Regions from separate parts of the Rattus norvegicus genome. Here region 2 is linked to region 1. A link is a contact called in public Hi-C data. All regions are on one chromosome and are shown on one strand. Each heading gives the region's core, a stretch centred on a gene start, on an enhancer-like site or on the middle of the called end of the contact. The rest is flanking DNA. Distances are from core to core; before and after follow the strand shown.

What was found. A called contact is a pair of places that touch in the nucleus more often than the background predicts.
Region 2: a Hi-C map of Schwann cells shows a contact between it and region 1, with 2.7 times the contacts expected there. The contact joins two enhancer-like sites. A contact is called at or near these places in 1 of 12 Hi-C or Micro-C datasets (Schwann cells) and 1 of 1 datasets of contacts at active chromatin or transcription factors (oligodendrocytes).

Annotation. Positions count from the first base shown.
Region 1 is chr20:42,919,798-42,926,044 of GRCr8, reverse strand. No RefSeq gene overlaps it. Among named protein-coding and RNA genes, the nearest start is that of Trnap-agg35, 450 kb to the right of the region's middle. Within about 2 kb of position 2,249, at least 13 of the 93 cell types and tissues checked have an H3K27ac peak or open chromatin away from gene starts, as enhancers often do. A contact at or near this core is called in Schwann cells, where this site is marked.
Region 2 is chr20:43,595,483-43,601,729 of GRCr8, reverse strand. No RefSeq gene overlaps it. Among named protein-coding and RNA genes, the nearest start is that of Rfpl4b, 210 kb to the left of the region's middle. Within about 2 kb of position 3,454, at least 60 of the 93 cell types and tissues checked have an H3K27ac peak or open chromatin away from gene starts, as enhancers often do. A contact at or near this core is called in Schwann cells, where this site is marked.

The DNA.
Region 1 (6,247 bases), core at 1,000-3,499:
GAATAGCTACAATTTGTTTACCCAGTGTTCTTAAAAGTAAAAAAAAAAATGTCATTTGTACAAAGTCATCAACAGGATCTTGAGACTTGGTGATGAAAGCTTTTTCTGAAGATCATCTACATCCTGTATTAGTATACAGTGAGGTTTTATGCACATAGCATAGTCTATTGTAAAACACAGAATGTCAAAAAGATGAGTGAGATTAAGGCAAGCCTCCAGTACATTTTATTTTTAGCTTTCTCACTGAAGACAATGCTCAATGATCTGTGTATGTGTGCTTGTGTCTATGTTTGACTATGTATGAGTGTGTGAGCATTCGTATTTGTGTGTTTAAGTGTCTGTACACATGCCTGCATGTGTGTGTGTGTGTGTGTGTGTGTGTGTGTGTGTGTGTGTGTGTGTATTAAAACGGAGGCTACATGATTATCACAGTAGTTACTAGGCTGGCGTGGTGTCACTCATTTAGTTCATGTGTTAAGATGCCAGCAGTTTAACCTCATCACTTTTGAGCCAGCAAAATAAGAATAGCCCCAATAAGTCCATATATTTGAGTTATTGATCACCAGTTAGGAGAATTTGGGGGAAAGAAATGGGGGGAAACAGTCTTTCTGAATTCTGTGTGCCACTAGGGGCAGGCTCTGAGGTTTAAGAAGACTTCTGTTTTTCCAGTGTTCTCTATCTCCTGTTTTTAGGTCAAGATGTACTCTTTCAATTGTTCCAGCCACCATGCTTTTTCTCCATCATTAAGGACTTTAACCCTCTGAGTTCGTGAACCCAACTAAGTGATGTCTTGTAGAGGTTGCCTTTGTCATGGTACATTATCACACAAATATGAAATTAACTAGTATGCAGAGAAAAAACCCACAAGCAAAATTTTTGCATAGTTATGAAAATAGGTTTGACTTTACAGACGAGGGCTACAGGATCTACAGGGACTATGAATTACACTTGGAAACTTCTGTACCTTACAGACTGCTTATTTCTTCCACTAATTTCCATTGTGGTGTTCCTGAATATGAACCTATTTACTGAAAAATATTTAGAATCCTCAGAAGGACTGGATAGAAGTTTGATAGGGAATTTCATTACCTAGTTTTATTTGTAACAAAAATCAAGTTTGTCTAAGGCACTGTTACGTGAAGAACACCATGTTATCTTCCCAAACTTTCTGGGCAGAAACTTAAAAACTCTGTCTCTGTTTGCAGTGGGAACTCCAAAGAAGTAATTAAAGTCACATGGAAACTTAAATACGAGATCCTGAGTGAATAGAATTAGTGTCCTTTTAGCAAGTGACCCATCCAAATGTGACGGCACACAATGACTCTACCTATTCACCAGGCTAAGCTAGGAAGATGATCGTGTTGGCCCATGTGTTTAATGATGGCCTGAGCGACACAGCAAGATGCGTTCACAAAATAAATAGATGACTAAGTACACTCTATAAAGCCTGAAACAGAGAGAAATATACTGTTCTACAGCCAAGAATGCATTACCAGAAACCAACTGTGTCAGGTCTTAATGAAGTATATCCAGCCAAGAGCACCACAAGAAAACAAACGTCTGTTGTTTAAGCCACCCCAGACGATAGCACTTTGTTATGGCAACCTAAGCACGCTGATACATCATTTATTTTGTAATTGATGAAAACCCAGTCACAGCCCTTGGTTTAACACTCAAAACAAGCTAAAACAAAGAGTTGTGGATTTGGACGCAAGACAGGCTTTGAAGAAATGCTTAAGTTCGGAAGTATAATGTAGCACAATGGTATAACTTATTTACCTGAAGGTTCAACTCTAATATTAGGAAGTTAGATTTATTGTTACCCTTTTAATATCCCAGTCATCCCATGTGTAAAAGCATATTAGCTTTAAGTGTCTGGGGCTATTTTCTGGAATCAATACTTTTTCCTTAGCAGTAGCACAGCAGCAGACGATTGCATAATGAAGCTGTCTGTCTTTATTTACACAATGTATTTTTGTCTTCACTAGGCCAGAAAGAATAGTTCTGTGTAGCAGCTGCCATTGTATTTTCTGCTTATCTCAGTCCTGTCTGCCACTGTTAGAATTCACCAGCTGACACCCGCCTTGGCAGAAACCAAGGGCAGTAATTTTATGCCAAGCAACGATGAAGCTTTGAACTCTTGACACAATTCATCTTAGTTCTAGTCAGTAAAGGGGACTCTTTGGATCTTCCCCCACTTCTGTTGAAGCATTTGTGGCTAGAGAGGGGGGAGGGGAAGGAGAGAAGCCGGGGACGCGATGGAAATGCACACTGGGGAACAGTTGCTGCTCTGTCTGGAGTAGGGCAACAGTGTCACTGGAAGACAGAGTCACTTGTGAGAGATGAAGACTAGATGTCCAGATAATGACATTCCTGCTTGTTTGATTTTGGAAGTTGGAAGGCTATGAGAGCCCATTTGGTCTCCAAAAATACACTTCTGTCTAACTCAAACGATCTGGAGGTTCAAAGTGTAATTTCTGGCACTTTCTGATTTAGGAAGCTTCAATTCAGGCATGAAGGCACTTGATTGTAACCATCAAAAATAGCCCTGTTTTGGTCGTGAATGCTTGATAAATAAAATGGAAAACTGCACGTCTTCAAGTTAATTTTTATACTCCCAATGGCCACGGTTCGTGTGGGTCTCATTGCAAGCAGAGGAGTGAATGATGTCAACATATAACTCAGTTTTAGCCAGAAAGTAACTGGTGGCCAGCCAATCACATTTCAAAATCATACCTTCTAGAAGTTTTGTAATATATTTTTAAAGCACAGGTCAGGATCCCCTCGGTCTCCCGCAGTCTACCGAGGGTAAGAACCGTACTTTCCACATCATTTCCCGATAACTTCATGTTTCACAAGGTACAATGTGAAGTGCAGACGTGAGATGACAAACTAGATAACCACTGCTTTCAAATGTCACCTTGGCTTCAAGGTACCTTCCCATGTCAGTCAAACATAATCTTCAGGCTAGAGCTATGATGGTACTGCTTTTTGTTTCCCCTTCCAATTCTGTGTATAAAGAAATGGATTAAGAGACTCTAATGAGGATGATGATTTAAACGGCACCTGAATTTCTATCCTCTCGCTGACGAATCTTAGCAAGCTGAACAGCCAGTTCTGAGGATAGCTTTTTGATAAAGCAAGCAGAAGGGTTACTTTTGGTTACAATCCTGGTACTTTGCTAATGACAGAGCAGAGAAGACATTGTGTTCAGAGGGATTTCATATCTCCATACTATCTCATAGAGCTAATAAAATAAAAAAGAATGGTTCATCAAAAATTTAAAATCAAATTACATCATGTCATGTATCTCTAGAGAAACAATGAATCAAAATCAGTGAATGCCAAGAAGAAAATGATTTTCATAGGTTCTGCTGATCACAGTTTTTACATCACAGCTTTCAATAAAGTCAGATTCTCCTAATAAAGCACATTTTTGAGAAGCATCCTGATGATGTGTTCTCTTAAAAAGTTACTTTCTGTCTCGATACACACAAAGTGATGGACCTCGTGTATTCCAAAGGAGAAAAAAAATCTTTACCAATACATAAAAACTGTCAGATAAATAAACTCAGTAAGATCTCACTGAAACTTTGTAGGACTTAGCTTACTAATTTAAATCGGTTGATATGCTTGATCAAACATGATATACACGAAGAGGACAGGATGGAACATGAAAGATAGCCAACTAGATTAACTCAGTGGCTGACAGACCAAGTCAGGACCTTAAATCAATTCAGATGTGCTCAAATTTCCACCAGAAGCAGGACTCTGGCCAGAAATGAAGAGGGTAGTCTTCTGATTAGGAAAAAAACAGTGAATGGATAGATTCTTCACGATATCTCTCAGTTATCACCGTTGTGGCAATGTGGGAAACCCAGTAATGCACAGCCATAACTGGTCTTCTCCACAACCCAGGCTATGCACACACATAGTTGACATTTTGTGACTATCCTTGGTCTATTTAACTGCATTCTCGACAAAGAGCTGTATTTAACCTAAAAGCCGGCTTTTGTCCAGTGAGAAATAGGCTCTTCAAAATAGGAAATTCGTGATTTTATTAAATCTAGTTGGATAGGTTGTTTACCATTTGTCAATTTCTTTCTGCTAGGCTACAGTGCCATGGTTTTACTATTTGCCTCTGCCAAAGTCTCAACTACATCTTCCTTCCTTCAATAGTCCTCACTGCACTAAGCCCTGCTCCCTGCTCCCTGCACTAAGACCAACCTTTACTTTCGTCAATGTTTTTGCTTGTTTTTGAGACAGAATCTTACTTTGTCGTTCATAGTGGTTTGGAACTCAAAATCCTCCTGGCTCTCCCTCCCATATGTTGATATCACATGAATATACCTCCATGCCTGACTTCTTTATTTAATTTTAAAACAGGATGTACCTACCATACCTCTTATGGCCCTCTGTTTATGGTTAGTTTTTATTCTTTTGTGTCTTTAACATCCGCTTCTAACATGCCTCAAACTATAACCATTTAATGTGTTCAAGTCTAACTGATCTTCAGAACAAAGTGCACATTCCACTTCTATCATTTTCTTTCCTTCACTTCTAATGTCACCGGAAAATGGCATGTGCCTTAAGTCTTCAGACTGACCTTGGAGAAACAAAAAGTTTCTCCACTATATGCCAACACAGAAAAAAGATTTCTGCTGCATCAGACTATTCAGTGGCCCTTCAGAATGCAAATCAGAATTCACAGTCCTGAAGTCTGTCCAGTGTCACTAGCACATAGTGAAAGCAGAGTGTCAACGTCACCAGAGATCACCAGGATATTCAATCTCAGTACGGCTTTATTTTTTCAATTATTCTCTCAGACAATTAATTACTGACTTCACCATCACCTCCCTTTCCTGCCCCCAGTGACATTTCTTCCTTCTCCCCTGTATCCACGCTCCTTCTGGATCCCCCCATCCCCTGCAAAGAAGAGCAGGCTTCCCAAGGATATCAACCAACTACACCCCACAATAAGACCAGGCACAAACCCACACGCCAAAGCTGGGCTAGGCAACCCAGTGGGAGAAAAAGGATCTCGAGAGCAAACAAAGGAGTCAGAGACATTGCCTCCTTCAGGAATGACTGCAGAACACCAAGCCAACAACCTTAACATCTGAAGAGAACCAAGCACAGACTCACACAGGCCTCATGATTGCCATACGCTTTGCCCCTGCCCGCAGGAGCTTGGTAATTTACAGGAACCGAGGGGGATGCAAACCTGAGGAGGAATGGGTGAGAAAGACGAGCGAGACCAAGCAGTGTCCTTGTCAAGGTCTGTTTATTGAGAGGAATGTACAGCATTTAAAGCTCTGAAGCAGGAACTGAAGCAGGAACTGAAGCTTAGGGCAGGGGAGAGTACAGGGAAGTGCCCAAGGACATAAGGTGAATCATTAAACTGCAAGATATTCTCCTTAGACAGTGAGGCAACAGTCTTCCGGGGACAAGTTCTTTGAGAAGGTCAAGCCCTTCTCTGGAATCTGCTCAGGGCAGGGCTCTAGCTTTGCTTAGACGTTCGGGACGTTCGGTCTCTGTGAGTCTACATAAACCCTGGTTAGATGATTCTGCAGACCTTACTCTCCCAGTGTCTTTGACCCCTCTGCCTCCAGTCTGGTCTACAGAGAAAATTCCAGGGCACCCAGGGCTACATAGAAAAACCATGTCACAAGACATCAATATATCTTCTTGAGTTCAGTCTGCAGAATCTGATGTTTATGATGACTCCATTGTCATACATACCTAAGTCATGTTCATTTATTGAACTATAGTGCTCTGAAACCCAGGCTTTGAATAAAACTTTCACCTGTGGTTTCTTTTTCCTCAGGACAATCCTCCGCTGTCCTCTCATAGGTCTACGAGTTTTGTTCCATCATCTATATATTTTCCTAACACATGCCATCTACTTCTGGGGTTGTACTGTGACCTGGAATACTTCAGATGGTCTCACGTCCAACTCAGCTATGCCCTCAATGACTACTTAGGGGTGTCTGGTCTTGTATTAGCCATAAATGTCATACTAGGTCTGTCAAAAGTATAGTCACCTTTATCTGTGAAAAGCTCGTGATCCCTAATCCCTTGTGTTGCATTTTGTCAAGGACCTGGGTCCTTTTCTCTTAAATTCACATCCAAGAATCACTGAATCTTGTCTACCATTTTACCTCTTCAGTAGGTTTTGAATCTCTCCCTTTTGGATTCCTGTTGCCACTTCCCGTTATCATCTTTTTTTTCTGGAAGACACACACCT
Region 2 (6,247 bases), core at 2,205-4,704, 670 kb before region 1:
CACTCTTGGCCCCTCAAACACCACGAATGCATGCAGGATGCCATGCTTTTCTCCATGGTAATGGACTAAACCTCCTAAACCGTAAGCCAGCCTTAATTGTAAGAGTTGCCTCGGTCATGGTGTCTCTTCACAACAATGAAAACCCAAGACACAACCCCATAACAGCGGTTGATCTGCTGCCCTCTTCTGACCTCCCCAGGCACTGTAGGCACACAGTGCCCAGACATATATGCAAGCAAACCTTTTATACATGTGAAATAAAATAAATAAATCTGATTTTACTAAAACAAATGAACACCGATAAAAACCAACCACTCACCAATCATTAGCCAGCGAGAAGGGCAAATTAAAACCATACTGAGATTTAATTTTGCTCCAGTTAAAATGGCTAAGTTTAACACACAACAAATAGACAAATCACAAAACCAAATAACAGTAGATGCTGGCACAGACGTATGGGAAAGGAAACAGTTATGCAGTACTGGTGAGAGCATGAGCTGATACAACCACTATGGAAATCAGTGCAGAGATTCCGGAAAAAGCCAGAAATATATCTATCAGATCACCCAGCTATATAATACTCCTAAGCCCGTATTAAGGACTATACATCTGATTGAAGAGAGACTGTCCCACTCACATTCATTGCTATTCTGCTCACAATAGCCAGGACATGTTTATAGAGTCTTAACACTTGTCATATGTCAAAATCTTAGTTGTGCACTTGGATAGTTCAACTTTGAATTCTAGTTCCTGGCTTTTACTGGCTTCCAAAAACCCGGGAGCAATGGGAACTAAGATGTATTCTTTGAGTCTTTGAAGGACTCTAAGGAGCAGAGTTAGTATGGTGAGTGAATCCTTTGCACTTCAGTTCTTCTGATGAGGACAAGGTACTCTTTTTTTTTTTATATCAAAGTATTCTTTAGTATAAAGAAATACGAGAACGCTGAAGGGTCAGAAGGTACATGAGTTACGTAGGACTGGGTTTGAACCCCAGCTTCTTCAGAGATATAAATTTAACATAATTTAAGCTTTGAGGGGCTTCTCCATTCTTACTTGTAAGACGAGAACCACAATCGTGGCATGCCTAGAAATCTGCGAGCATTACGTAAGACAACTGTATGCTGGCCACTATACTGATGAGAGTAAACAAGTGTCCATTTTGGTGCATTTATGTGTTATCTCAAAGTTTTGTTCAGAAAATGATTTCTCTGATCCCCTGGGAGGTTAACAAGCATACTTTGAGAATCTGATCTATGTATGTAGACGCTGTTGTGGAGAATACCACTCTCCCTAAGTTCATAGACTAATGTATATCACGGTTCAGAGCTTCGGTTAATGAATGCACTGGGCACAAATGTAAGTCATGCACATTTAAGTCTGTATGGTACTGCAGTTGTACTCCGTGCAAGTTGGTACCACAATCTCACTTCTGACAGAAGTATGACCATAAGCTGACTTTACAGCATGCCACAGCCTCTAGACTGCAACCGATCACCCCTTCTCGATGCTATCCTAATTAAATCCTGACACCGAGGCATTTGCAGTGAGATAAAATTATTAATAACGATATTTAGTCAGGTAAGTAATGCTCACGCTCATTCCGCTTTGTTCCTTGAACTAACATGCTGTCTCGTGAGAGGTGAAACAGTGTCAGAGTTGCGAATCAGTTTCACATTCAAGATAATGAGAAATCATTTCTCCCTGCCTTTGCAGCTAAGAGAAGGAAATGGGGGTATATCCATAGGACTCCCAAAAATAAAGAAAAATAATCTGCGGAAAGCTCTACTCATGTCTCCTGTCATTGCTTTACTTTGAAGGGAGATAACGACACGGGAAGCAAGATGTGTTCAGTGTATTTGCGTAAGCCCTGGAAATGGTGAGACAAACATCTATTTCCACCTAGAACAGTCTTGGATCACTGCATCAGTGTTTTGAAAAGGGTCTCAGATCTCTCAGAATGCACACGGTGATGTGCAGTGTGTCACACATTTACACAAAACACTTATTCAGCATAAAGTATCTTCACGGGGACCGTCAGCCCTTCCCCCTCGTTTCCACTTTCTTCCCTCCAGTCCTCCCATGGGAAGATGCACGCCTGTTCCATTTATGCTCAGCACCAGCGTTGCCATGGAAACTCTCCTCCTTTTCTCTCCCCTCCCCAGTTACCAAGCACAGCTCTGGACTCAGTGCCAAGACCTCCTCTGTACAGACTCAATATTCTTTCAATGTTTAGACAAATCTGTTGGAAAACCTTGTTTACATTTTTTCCCACAACACCATAGCTTCGAGTCGGGGGCCATCCATTTCCCATGGATCTACTCATATTCTGGACATGGTTTCTTTCCCCTTTTCTCCACCATAGCTCTAAAATAAAATTGTATCATTTCATCTGCTTCTTAAGTAGGACACAGAAGGCAACTCAGGGTCACAGAGTCCACCCTTGTGATCAGTTTTATCCAGTCCAGAGTAGAATTTAATATTTTGTATACTAGAATTTTTTTTACTTAAAAACATTTTTGTTTTAAAAAATGCAGTGTGAACGCATGCTTAAAAAACAAGAAATGTTCCTTTTTGTTGGCTCTGGTATCATGTTTGTTACAGTACATCCATGGATCTTACGTTATGCCAGGCATTAGTATTCAGATATATAAATAGTATGTTGGCGTTACATTGCTTAACCTTACAGGTGTGTTTTAGGCTGCACGTTTTCTGTAGAGTTTTAAAGTCTTGTCTATGCAATTCACTGGTGAAACCAAACCGAAATTAATGTTGTTGGAATGACATTTTATCCTTTTCCCCGCTTGAAAACTGCCAGTTATGCCTGTGGGATTCCTAAATGTTTAAAAGCAGGTTTAGCTTTAAAAAATATACTTGCTCTGCCTTTTATTTTAAGAAAGTTGAACAGGTCACTTCAACTCAGTGAACTGGTTGTCCCACCATGCCGACATTTACATCTTTTCATTGTAAACACATGTATTTTTAAATCGTTACTAGGAAAAAAAATTACCTCTGACCAACGGAAGAGGGAGCAATATTCCCTCCTTTTTGACACAAAGTACTGTGGGGGTTGTTTTTTCACCTTTCCCCCCTAAACATAAGCCCCAATGTCATAATCTCTGCTGCTGCTTTTCTCTCTCCCTTTTCTAATTTTTTTGAGGGTGATGGAGGAGGGGCGCGTAGTGCTGGCTGGAGTAGGACCACCCAGTTCGATCAAGGAATCAAAGGTTAAATTCTTTCTAGTTTGTTACTATCTCTCAGGTTATAGTTAATCGTTAGAAATCCTTGTCTTCTACTGTATATTTTTACTTGCGACAGTACTTACGGGAATGAAATGCACTGCACCTCTTTACAGAGAAGCCACGACATTGCGCAAGCAGGGGAGTGAATGTGAACGTTTTTCCAGCCTGCCCTGAGCGAGAGACTCTCTCTCTCTCATTGTTCTCCAGAGTTAGGAACCGCGCACATCTGAATAACAGAGTCTTTTCTGCCTGGCGCAATCCTGGATTGTTACAGTCTAGAGGCCAGCCATGCTGTCACCAGCACAAATTGATTTAACCATCAATCGCTGCGGTCATTAAAGCTGCTAAAAGTCCCCGCCAAACTGATGAATTGCGACTGAATGTGAAATGAGTGTCTAAGTCTTTTTCCCACCACCTCATATCAAAGGCTATTGTATCCTTGCAAAGTAAAGGGTCAGGGGTTCAGGCTGCTGTTCAACAATGGGCTCTGTCAAAGGACAGAGCCCCATTCACACAGGCACTCCCAATTACAGTTTGCTTTCCATACCTTATTGTATGAAATTTGCATCCAAGTAATACATTGAATTATTGGCATACTTTGGGTGTCAAAGGAGTCATTGAATGATTTGTCCTCGAAATACATGGAATCTAAAGCAGCTGCTGGTTCTTGTCTTGACAATGGCACGATTCCCTGGTTTTCCAATGCCTGCAAATGGACTAATTTTCTCCCAGCTCACGGTTAGCACTTGTGGAAAGCAATACACAATTTTTTTCCACATTCACAACTGTGGATCCATTTCTAGATTCTTTTTGAGAGGAGATACAGAAAAGGAATGGTACTGTCTGGCCTATTGATTACATAATGAACTTTAAAAAATCAGCATAACCTCCTTGTCGACAATAATTTACTACTACTACTACTACTACTACTACTACTACTATTAATTTTTCTTAAAGTAAAATGATGCATTGTAAAATTAAAACTATCCTTGCTTATGTTTAAATGCCTAGAAGAACTTTTGGTAATTCGCTTAGAAAAATTATAAATAGAAAATTTTCAGATTTTATGGCTGAGCTCCTCAAAGGGTTATGAACTCACCACACATGCACACACATGTATGTTGCTAAATTATTTACCTAATTTAGCTGACAACTGAGTTCGCAGACATGAAGGATCACTAAAATTCCGTCCTCCATGTTCTGACACTTCTAAGGCAGGAGGGACTTCAGGAAACATTGAGTTTGCTTTCCTGGGTGGTAAGTTTGGTTTTTCCTAGCAGATACTCATCGGCAGGTCGTTTCCCTCCCTCTTGAGTCTTTGCTTTTATATGTGACATAATTTAATTTACCTATGTGCTAGCATATGCAACTTGAGCAAGCACATCAGAGTTGCTTTTCCCCTTCATGTTTAGGCTTAAAAACTGGGTAGGGAGACCTAATTTTAATATCAAGGTTTCTCTCTCCCTCTCCCTCTCCCTCTCCCTCTCCCTCTCCCTCTCCCTCTCCCTCTCCCTCTCCCTCTCCCTCTCCCCCTCCCTCTCCCTCCCCCTCCCCCTCCCCCTCCCCTCCCCTCCCTCTCCCCCTCCCTCTCCCTCTCCCTCTCCCTCTCCCTCTCCCTCTCCCTCTCCCCCTCCCTCTCCCTCCCCCTCCCCCTCCCCCTCCCCTCCCCTCCCTCTCCCCCTCCCCCTCCCTCTCCCTCTCCCTCCCCCTCCCCCTCCCCCTCCCCCTCCCCCTCTCCCTCTCCCTCTCCTCCCCCTCCCCTCCCCCTCATCCTCATCCCTCTTCCTCATCCCTCTTCCTCTCCCTCTTCTTTCCAAGCTTCATGGCAGTGTGACTTTAGTGCTCTTAGAGGCAGCTGTGTAAGAGAAACATGCTTTGGGACATCGGAGGAAGACAGCATCACTTGTAGTCCCAGCAACATGTGTTGTTTATCTTCCTTCCCTGGTTCAGCCTGCCAGGAAGTGTTGTCAACCCAGCAAAGACCAAATGTGGAAAACAAAATAAGCGTGATTTGATGTTGGAGCAGGGGTGACCTGGGACAGGTTGGGAGGAAGAAAACAAAGCCAGTGGCCACCACAGGGCCACAGAGAACACAGGAAAAAGAGGGGACCTTCACCTCAAAGGTCAGAGGTTCAGGCCACACACCTGTTAATAATGAATTGATAGTGAGTCTCGGGTTGGTGTTTCCCTAGACTCTATTTACCATAGACTGTGAGTCTCAGTAACTGTGTGTGGAAATCCATCAGCAAGAACTGTTACATTGGCCCCCGATTTCAAATGACCCTTGAAGAAGGTAATTTGATTCTTATCTCTAAGAATCTTTTGCTCCTCCTCTCCCCAAAAATGGCCCTGGGGAAAAAAATCTCCCTTAATATAAAAGGGAATCCTGCTCCACAAAACCTGTTCCTAAATTGTAGTGTAAGCCAGGTGGGGCAGCCATTTTACACACACACACACACACACACACACACACACACCCCACCCTGCACTGGCCAGGAGCTACAGTATATTGGAGATGGAGCTTAATGGCCAAATCAATTCCTTTAATATTTTTAGATTAAAAAGCAACCATTAGAAACATTGTGCTGATTTGTAAGATCAGTCGTGCTGTCATACAGGAAATTCACCTGAATTTGCTTCTGTTTTTTTTATTCTGAACCAACAGTTTATAACTATTTTTAACATAGCATAGCAACAAAATATCAGCATTCATCATGATTATAAATTTTTGTCTTGATTTATTTGAACGTTCTGAAGTTGAAATGAAAAGGCCTCCTTTGGTTGTTTTGTCAATGGTAAATTGCTGAAGTTCGGGTGAAGGCTTATATTGGGACATATTCTTACTGTAAGTTTCCTATGAATGAATGAAACAGTAGGGTATATTAACTATTAAGCCAAACACTAGCTTAAAATTTTAGCTTAAATTTTTAATTATTAGTATCACATCATCATAACTATTACTTATTTAATTTGCATTTTATTGAATACGTACTTCAGACCCTTTGGTG